Linked DNA regions of Mus musculus: region 2 is linked to region 1. A link is a contact called in public HiChIP or PLAC-seq data. All regions are on one chromosome and are shown on one strand. The core of a region is the stretch at or near the end of the contact, and the rest is flanking DNA. Distances in the headings are between cores, read along the strand shown.

Region 1 (3,271 bases), core at 735-3,234:
TTAGCATCTGTGATTGTGACAACTGTGAATGAAGAGCAGTAATATGTAGTTATAAGGAAATAGAGGTGCTTCATTCCAGATAGTCTTTTTAAGACTCATGTCATTACAGATGCGAGCGCATGTCAACTCTAGGTGGTTCCTGTTCCAAAAGCTCCTGGATAAATTTCTTCACGCGATCATGCCCTCTACCTTTATCCCTCTCTATACCATGGTAAGTCCTGGATTAAAGACTTCCCCTCACTAGAGGACCTCTGTTTAGCTATTGAAGAACACACCGGATGCTTTTTAAATCTCCCTGCAGGTCGCCTTCACCAGAATAAGATACCACGAGGCAGTGCTGCGTTGGCATTGGCAAAAAAAGGTTGGAAAAAAAAAAAACTATTGAAAAACACGATCTCTTGAAATGTCATACAGTTTCATGGTCACACTATGTCAGGGAAATATGGACATGACAGGACAGAGACATGCTTATCTTCCAGATAAAACCTGTCTTGAGCCTACAGAGTATAGAGCACACACTCTCTGTGATGGGGGTGCGGTGGGGGGTGCACGGCAGGGAAGCAAAGAGAAACTGAAGAGGAAACTGGGGCTGATATTTCTCAGCTTTTTACTTTGTGTTATCTACGAGATCCGTTCTTAAACTTTTGCATTATGTGGCATCTTTGTGGGCTTAACTTGTAAAATTAGACCCAACTGTATCATTTATAAAACACTGCCTACTAGAATGTAGTGTAGAACACAGCAATGCATGCATTTTGAGCCATTGAGCCAGAGGTGCTACTGAAAGCAGTTCCAATTCCTGAGTGCTTTGGGGAATTTTATCTATTGATAGTTTTATTGGATGCAGGTATACTGCACCAGATACTTTGATGAACAAGATGCTGTCCCTTACCCTACGTGTAGCTCAGGGGCTAATAGAAAAGGTGAACAAATATGGTGGGGGATGCTCCGTGAGCCACTGCAAGGAGAATATGTGAGTGGCTAGAGAATGAGGACTGAAGAAACATGAGCCAGGAGGCCCAGGGTGTAGAAATGGCCTGGAGAGGCAAGTAGGACCTTCATCATCCTGCTGAAGTGGGAATAAGATGTGCTTAAAGAAATCTGAGAGACCTAAGAAGGCTTAAACACCCAGGCTAGGATTTTACCTCGAGCCCTTCACTGTGTAGGGAATGGTTTGGAAAGAATCAAGTCTATCTGTAAGTTCTACCTCTATAAAAACAAATACGAAAGGGCTGAGAAGGTTGCTTGCTCAGTGGGTAAGGTACTTCCTGCACGATTATGAGACACCCCCAACACCCACTTAAAAGCTGGACATAGCACATATCTGCCTGTTCTAGGGTGGGGGTGGGGCCAACTCCAGGGGCTTGCTAGCCATAACAGTGAGCCTCAAGTTAGGTGAGAGAAAGTTTTGGATTTTTGCTGTGCTTGCAGGTGATAAACAGAGGACTCTTTGTCCTTGGGTCCCTGATAGCCATTGGAGGCACCTACCTACTTGTGCACCATCTGTCCCTGAGACCTCTGGAGTTCTTGAGAAGACCTGCCTGGATGGGAACCACTGGCTACTGGACTAGGAGTACAGACATTTCTCTGCAAGTTCCATGGAGTTACTAGGACAAATTCCCCCGTTCACCAACCATAGTGTCAAAGTTCTGGGTAGCAAATGTTTGATTCCTCTTCCATCTCAAGGGTGAAAAGCATGTCTCCATTGCCATATTCAGTTCACTGCTGGAAACTAATTGTCAGCCTAGAATTAAGCGTGGTGAGGAGTTTGTGTATTTGTCAGCTGAGCGAGGGAAGAATCTGTCTTGACAGGGTCTCATCGGTTTGCGTGCTTGGGCTGGGCCTCTTCCAATTTAAAAATGCAATAACCAACATCTCTTTCACTTCTCAAAAGAACCCATGTTTTTTCCTGTAGAGGACAATATAGGATCAACAACACTGCTTGCCTAGTGCTACTTCCTCTTAATGCAGTAGATGGGGCTTGCAGGCTCATAGCCACTTGCTATGGTAGAGCTGAGAATGAGAGACAAGGTGTTCTGAAGAGTTCCAGGATATATCTGTTTTATTTCCCAGTCTCCAGATCTCAGAATTATTATGTTTTTAAAAAGAAGGAAAGAGCTATCAATGGCATTCTAAGTGAAGGATGAGAAAGGGTTGTTAGTAGTAATAAATTTATAGCAGGGAGGAGAGGAGATAGGAGGGTGTTTTCCAGAAGCATGGAGACACAGTTTAGTCCACTTCAGACGTACAGAAGTGGTTCCTTGACTGTCCCACGGACAGACGCAGAAGTTAACTTCATCATCAGAGTGCAGTGCACAGATACCCTCTCCGCTTCTGTCTTCTCCAAGCTGGCTGACTGGGACCCTTAGAAGTTCTTTTCATTGTCAATTTTGAGAGCTACCATAATAGTTAACTAGAAAATCAAAACCCGAGGAAATAAAGATAAAACAAATTGGCATTTCCCATAATGTCAAAGACATCCTTGGGTCTTAACAATCTATATTTGATGTGTAGGGAAAGAAAAATCATTGTTTTCCTGGTAAGGGATGTAGCACTGTGGGAGAGCGCTTATGTAACCTGCATAGGACCCTGGGTTAGATTCACCAGCACTGCAAAAATAAACAGAAACATTGTTCCTTTTAGTTATCTCTTTGTTTTGTTTAAAGATTTATTTTATTTTATTTATATGAGTACACTGTAGCTGTCTTCAGACACACCAGAAGAGGCCATAAAATCCCATTGCTGATGGTTGTGAGCCATCATGTGGTTGCTGGGAATTGAACTTAGGACCTCTGGAAGAGCAGTCAGTGGTCTTAACCACTGAGCCATTTCCCCAAGCCCCCTTTTATTTATCATTGTATTTATATTTTTTATATATATATATCATATATTATTTATATATCATTGTATTTATCATTTTATTTATATTTCATTGGCAATGGCTAATATAACAGGCAGATTGTCAAAGGAAAGCAAACTGAAGTTTAGGAGCATGTATGTATATTTCATATGCATATGGCAGATGGTCAGAAAATGAGCTGAGAGATGACTCAGTTGTTAAGTATGTGTGCTGCTCTTGAAGAGGCTCCTAGTTCAGCTCCCAGCACCCATTTCAGGCAGCTCACAATTGCCCAGAACTTAGCTCAGGAGATCCAACCCCTCCGGCTTCCTTGGGCTCCTGCACCCCTGGGCACATAACCACATAGACTTGCCTCTGCAAGAGAATTAAAAGTCTTTAGAGGCCATAATTTCTGGAAGAAGCAAGGAGGTG
Region 2 (3,337 bases), core at 476-2,975, 220 kb after region 1:
TCCTTGGGGCTGCAGTCACGAATATGATCTAGGGATTTGCTGGGGGAACATATCACTGGGGTAGTAGTCCGCCTTACCAGTGCACCAGGTACTCTGTGTTAATTAGTACTTATATATTAATGGATGTTTGGGGTTCTGTAAGTTTAAAGAAAGGTAACACAACAGATAATACCATCGTGCATCTTTTGAGTTCCTTTCCTGGAGAATAACTAATTTGTCACTGAATTGTTAGGATATTAAAGGTGAACCCAGAGAGCAGAGAGGATCACACATGGTATCTTTACATGGAGGGCAAGAGAGAGAAAAGCTTTTTTTTTTACAGACATGGGCAGGGAAGATTCTTATTTTAAAAGATCCTGACAGAATGTAAAAGGTCACAGAAGCCCTGAAATTGGCAAGATTGATGTCACTGTTAGCAGAACTAGCTTCACTGATTTAGAAAAAATAGAGGTGCACAATGCTCTGGCCACTCCTTGAACCTGTGTGTCTGCCAATGTTTTGACCATTCCTTGAACCCATGTGTGTGCCCACTGCTGCACCTCACTGCCAGGTGTTTGTGATATTGGTTGCTGGGAGAGTCAGAAAATCTCCCCAGCAACCACAGCCCAGCCAATCCGGAGTTGCTACACCTGCACCAGACTCTTTCCTTGTACCCCTCCCATACCCATTTCTTGAGAATAGACATTGTTTAGATCTGGAAATCCCCTACTCCCCCCTTCTCCTTCCCCCCAGGGCCTATAAAAACTGAGACCCCTTTCCCCTCAGGGTCGACTCCTCTACTCCTGCGTGGGATGTGAGTCGTCCCCAGAGCTCTAGCTTTCCCCGAATAAAGCCTCATGTGGTTTGCATCAAGCTTGGTCTCTCATGAGTTCTTGGGTGTCCGCTATTGTCCTGAGGCCTGAGCGAGGGGCTCCTCTCGGAGTCTTTCAATTTCACACTTAGATAGCTTCAGTCAGAGGAGTCTGCTGGGGCAAAGACAGTAAGAGACTAAATTATGTACAGTCCGGCTGTGTGACTTCTAAAATTAGTAAGTTTTTAAAAGTCCATTAAGAAGAGAAACTAGAGGGGTTTTCTTTCCTTGATAACACTAGGAAATGTGACCCAATACAACCAACAATATACAGGGTTTAATAACTTGAACCATTGGGCCATTTTGTTTCTTAGTTATAAGGATAACATTTTCCCAACTCGTATCAGGGATAAAGCCATATAATGAATAAAGTGGGTAAGCGCAGACTATAATCAAACTATAGCAACATGAAAGCTTTGTACAAAACTTCAATTTGCATAGAGGTGAGGATGTTTCGGAGACGAAAGACTGTGGTGTTGGCCTGGAATTAAGCAACTATGAACTGGGCTCCTTTTCCGGGTTTAAAATAACAAAATATGTTTGACTCCAAGTTGGGAGTTCTTTAGCACGCATGTACCTGGATCCAGTGGCTTGGTCAAGGGAGAACTACAACTCCCAGCAGCACCGGCGAGAGCGCAACTTCCGGGCCTAGAGTTTCTCTTGCCCCCTCCCTTACCACCACCCCACTTCTCTCACAAACAAGCCGACTTTTCGCTTCTAGCGTCGCCGAGTTCGAGATGGCATTGGCCATTGGCGGCGGACTTCCTACCTTGCAAGGAAGGGCTCAGGACTCGGCTAAGAGGAAAGTCGGGTCATAGAAAGCGGGAGGTGGAGGCTGCGGCTCAGGACGCCCAGGGACGTCATGTCCGCTGGGCGGGGCTTCCCGATCCCGCGCAAATCGAAAGGTCCATGGCTGCGCTTGCAGCAGCCGCTCGCCGCCGTTCTGAACCCCAGGTGAGCGAGCGAGCCCCTATGCGGGCGGCCGGGCGGTCACTGGAGCAGCGGGCCGTGTGGAGGAAAGTGGGGTCCCCATGACTCTGATCCACGTGCCTTCTGCCCCTCGGCGCGAAACCCGGATCTCCGGGAAGTGAGCGGGAGCGTGGAGCGCCTGCAGGCGACTGCCTCGGCCTCCGGGTCTCCCGCTTTCCGCAGAGGCGGGCTGACGTGTGTCCTTACCAACACTCGTACCTAGCGATGAATTCCCTTTGTATATGCTCTCTCCTGTGCAGGTTTGAGGAGCCACGGCGCCTGGAATGGACTTGTGTGCTATGCCTGTTCGTTCGGGAGACGGGACTAAGGTGAAGCCGCTGCTGCTGTTACCTCGGGTACCACCGGCGACCTTCTGGTGTTGATGCGCCACATGGCACTCAGTCACTTCTATACTAAAGAGGAAATATTTATTCGAGATTTAGTTGGCCTAGAAGAAAGAAACTTAAGGAAATTTCACGAAATGTAATTATGTCCCTCCCCCACCCCAACCCCCCCCCCCCCCAGCATGCACGAAATCATGTTTTAGAGACGTTGTCTTTTAAACGTAGTGGACTCGTTTTACACAGACCCACCTGCACCCAAATTGGCTGATGTTTAAAATTACGGGTTCATGCCCCCCTTTAGGGATTCATAGTTAATGGGCATGACCTTAAAGGTAAATGAATCTCTCAAGTGTCAGGGCTGCTAGCTAAGGGCATGGCCACTTTCCTGTGGTGTCAACAGGGCACCTCTGGCTTATCCCATAGTCTTTAAGAACATGATCTTAGGTCTGTTGAATCAGGTGCCTGTCCCTGTGACCTCACTGCTGAGAGAGGGGAAGGTAAGAGTGGAAAATCCCAGAGAGCTCAGCCTAAGACCTAACTAGCCTGGTGGACGCAGCTCAAACAAACAAGGTGGACTGCCTTTCACATCCTCCGATTCAAACTCCATCACGCATGCATCATACACAGAAAGAATAGTTGCAGAGGGTAATAGCCTTTGCTCTTGCAACCATGAGGACCTAAGTTAGAATCCTCCCCCCAGCCCCCTCCCCATTAAAACCCCCTGTGCCTGAGCCTGCTGGTAACTGCAGAGATTGGGAGGCAGAGGTGGCAGATCCCAAGACCTCATTGGGCCTAGTTGGTTCCGTAACACCCTGCCTCAAGGTGATAGACAGGTAGCAATAGAGGAAGACACCCAATGCCTTGCTCTGGGCTCTGCATGGATGTACCCACACACTCATTACATGCACACACTCCCTAATACAAATACCTGATCTTAGATGGTAATACTGTATTGGGAAGTGGCAAGCAGCTGCTGGAGTTGGAGTAGGAAGGCGGGGGTGGGGTGGGGGGGGGTGTTAGTTGCTTTGAAGGGGCTGCCATCTCCAGGACTTCCATGTAAGGACCTAGAAGGGAATGGAAATTATAACTGTTTGTTTCTTGAAGCTGTTTTGCACATCAAACACGGCTTCATGTGTCTTTGGTATAGCCTTCAATGAATCTGATGAAATTTCCC

Evidence for each region. HiChIP or PLAC-seq counts read pairs in DNA pulled down with a chosen protein or histone mark.
Region 2: an H3K4me3 HiChIP or PLAC-seq map of bone marrow-derived macrophages shows a contact between it and region 1, with 4 times the contacts expected there. The contact joins the promoter of Exo1 here to the enhancer-like site in region 1. A contact is called at or near these places in 4 of 39 promoter capture datasets (3T3-L1-derived adipocytes, the C10 cell line, the HPC-7 cell line and 1 more), 1 of 15 datasets of contacts at CTCF or cohesin (CD8 T cells), 2 of 484 Hi-C or Micro-C datasets (B cells and cochlea), 7 of 115 datasets of contacts at active chromatin or transcription factors (bone marrow-derived macrophages, embryonic limb bud, embryonic stem cells and 3 more) and 3 of 9 other capture datasets (adipose tissue, liver and pancreatic islet).

Annotation. Positions count from the first base shown.
Region 1 is chr1:175,658,212-175,661,482 of GRCm38.p6, forward strand. Kmo (kynurenine 3-monooxygenase (kynurenine 3-hydroxylase)) reads left to right here. Exons shown (of 15, transcript NM_133809.1): 13 at 110-211; 14 at 302-361; 15 at 1,432-2,642. The coding sequence ends at 1,611. Among named protein-coding and RNA genes, the nearest start is that of Kmo, 28 kb to the left of the region's middle. Within about 2 kb of position 1,985, at least 20 of the 459 cell types and tissues checked have an H3K27ac peak or open chromatin away from gene starts, as enhancers often do. A contact at or near this core is called in B cells, adipose tissue and bone marrow-derived macrophages, where this site is marked.
Region 2 is chr1:175,879,053-175,882,389 of GRCm38.p6, forward strand. It overlaps Exo1 (exonuclease 1), which reads left to right and starts at 1,726. Exons shown (of 15, transcript NM_012012.4): 1 at 1,726-1,804; 2 at 2,080-2,148. Gm36360 (a long non-coding RNA gene) reads right to left here and starts at 1,703. Exons shown (of 3, transcript XR_373723.2): 1 at 1,620-1,703.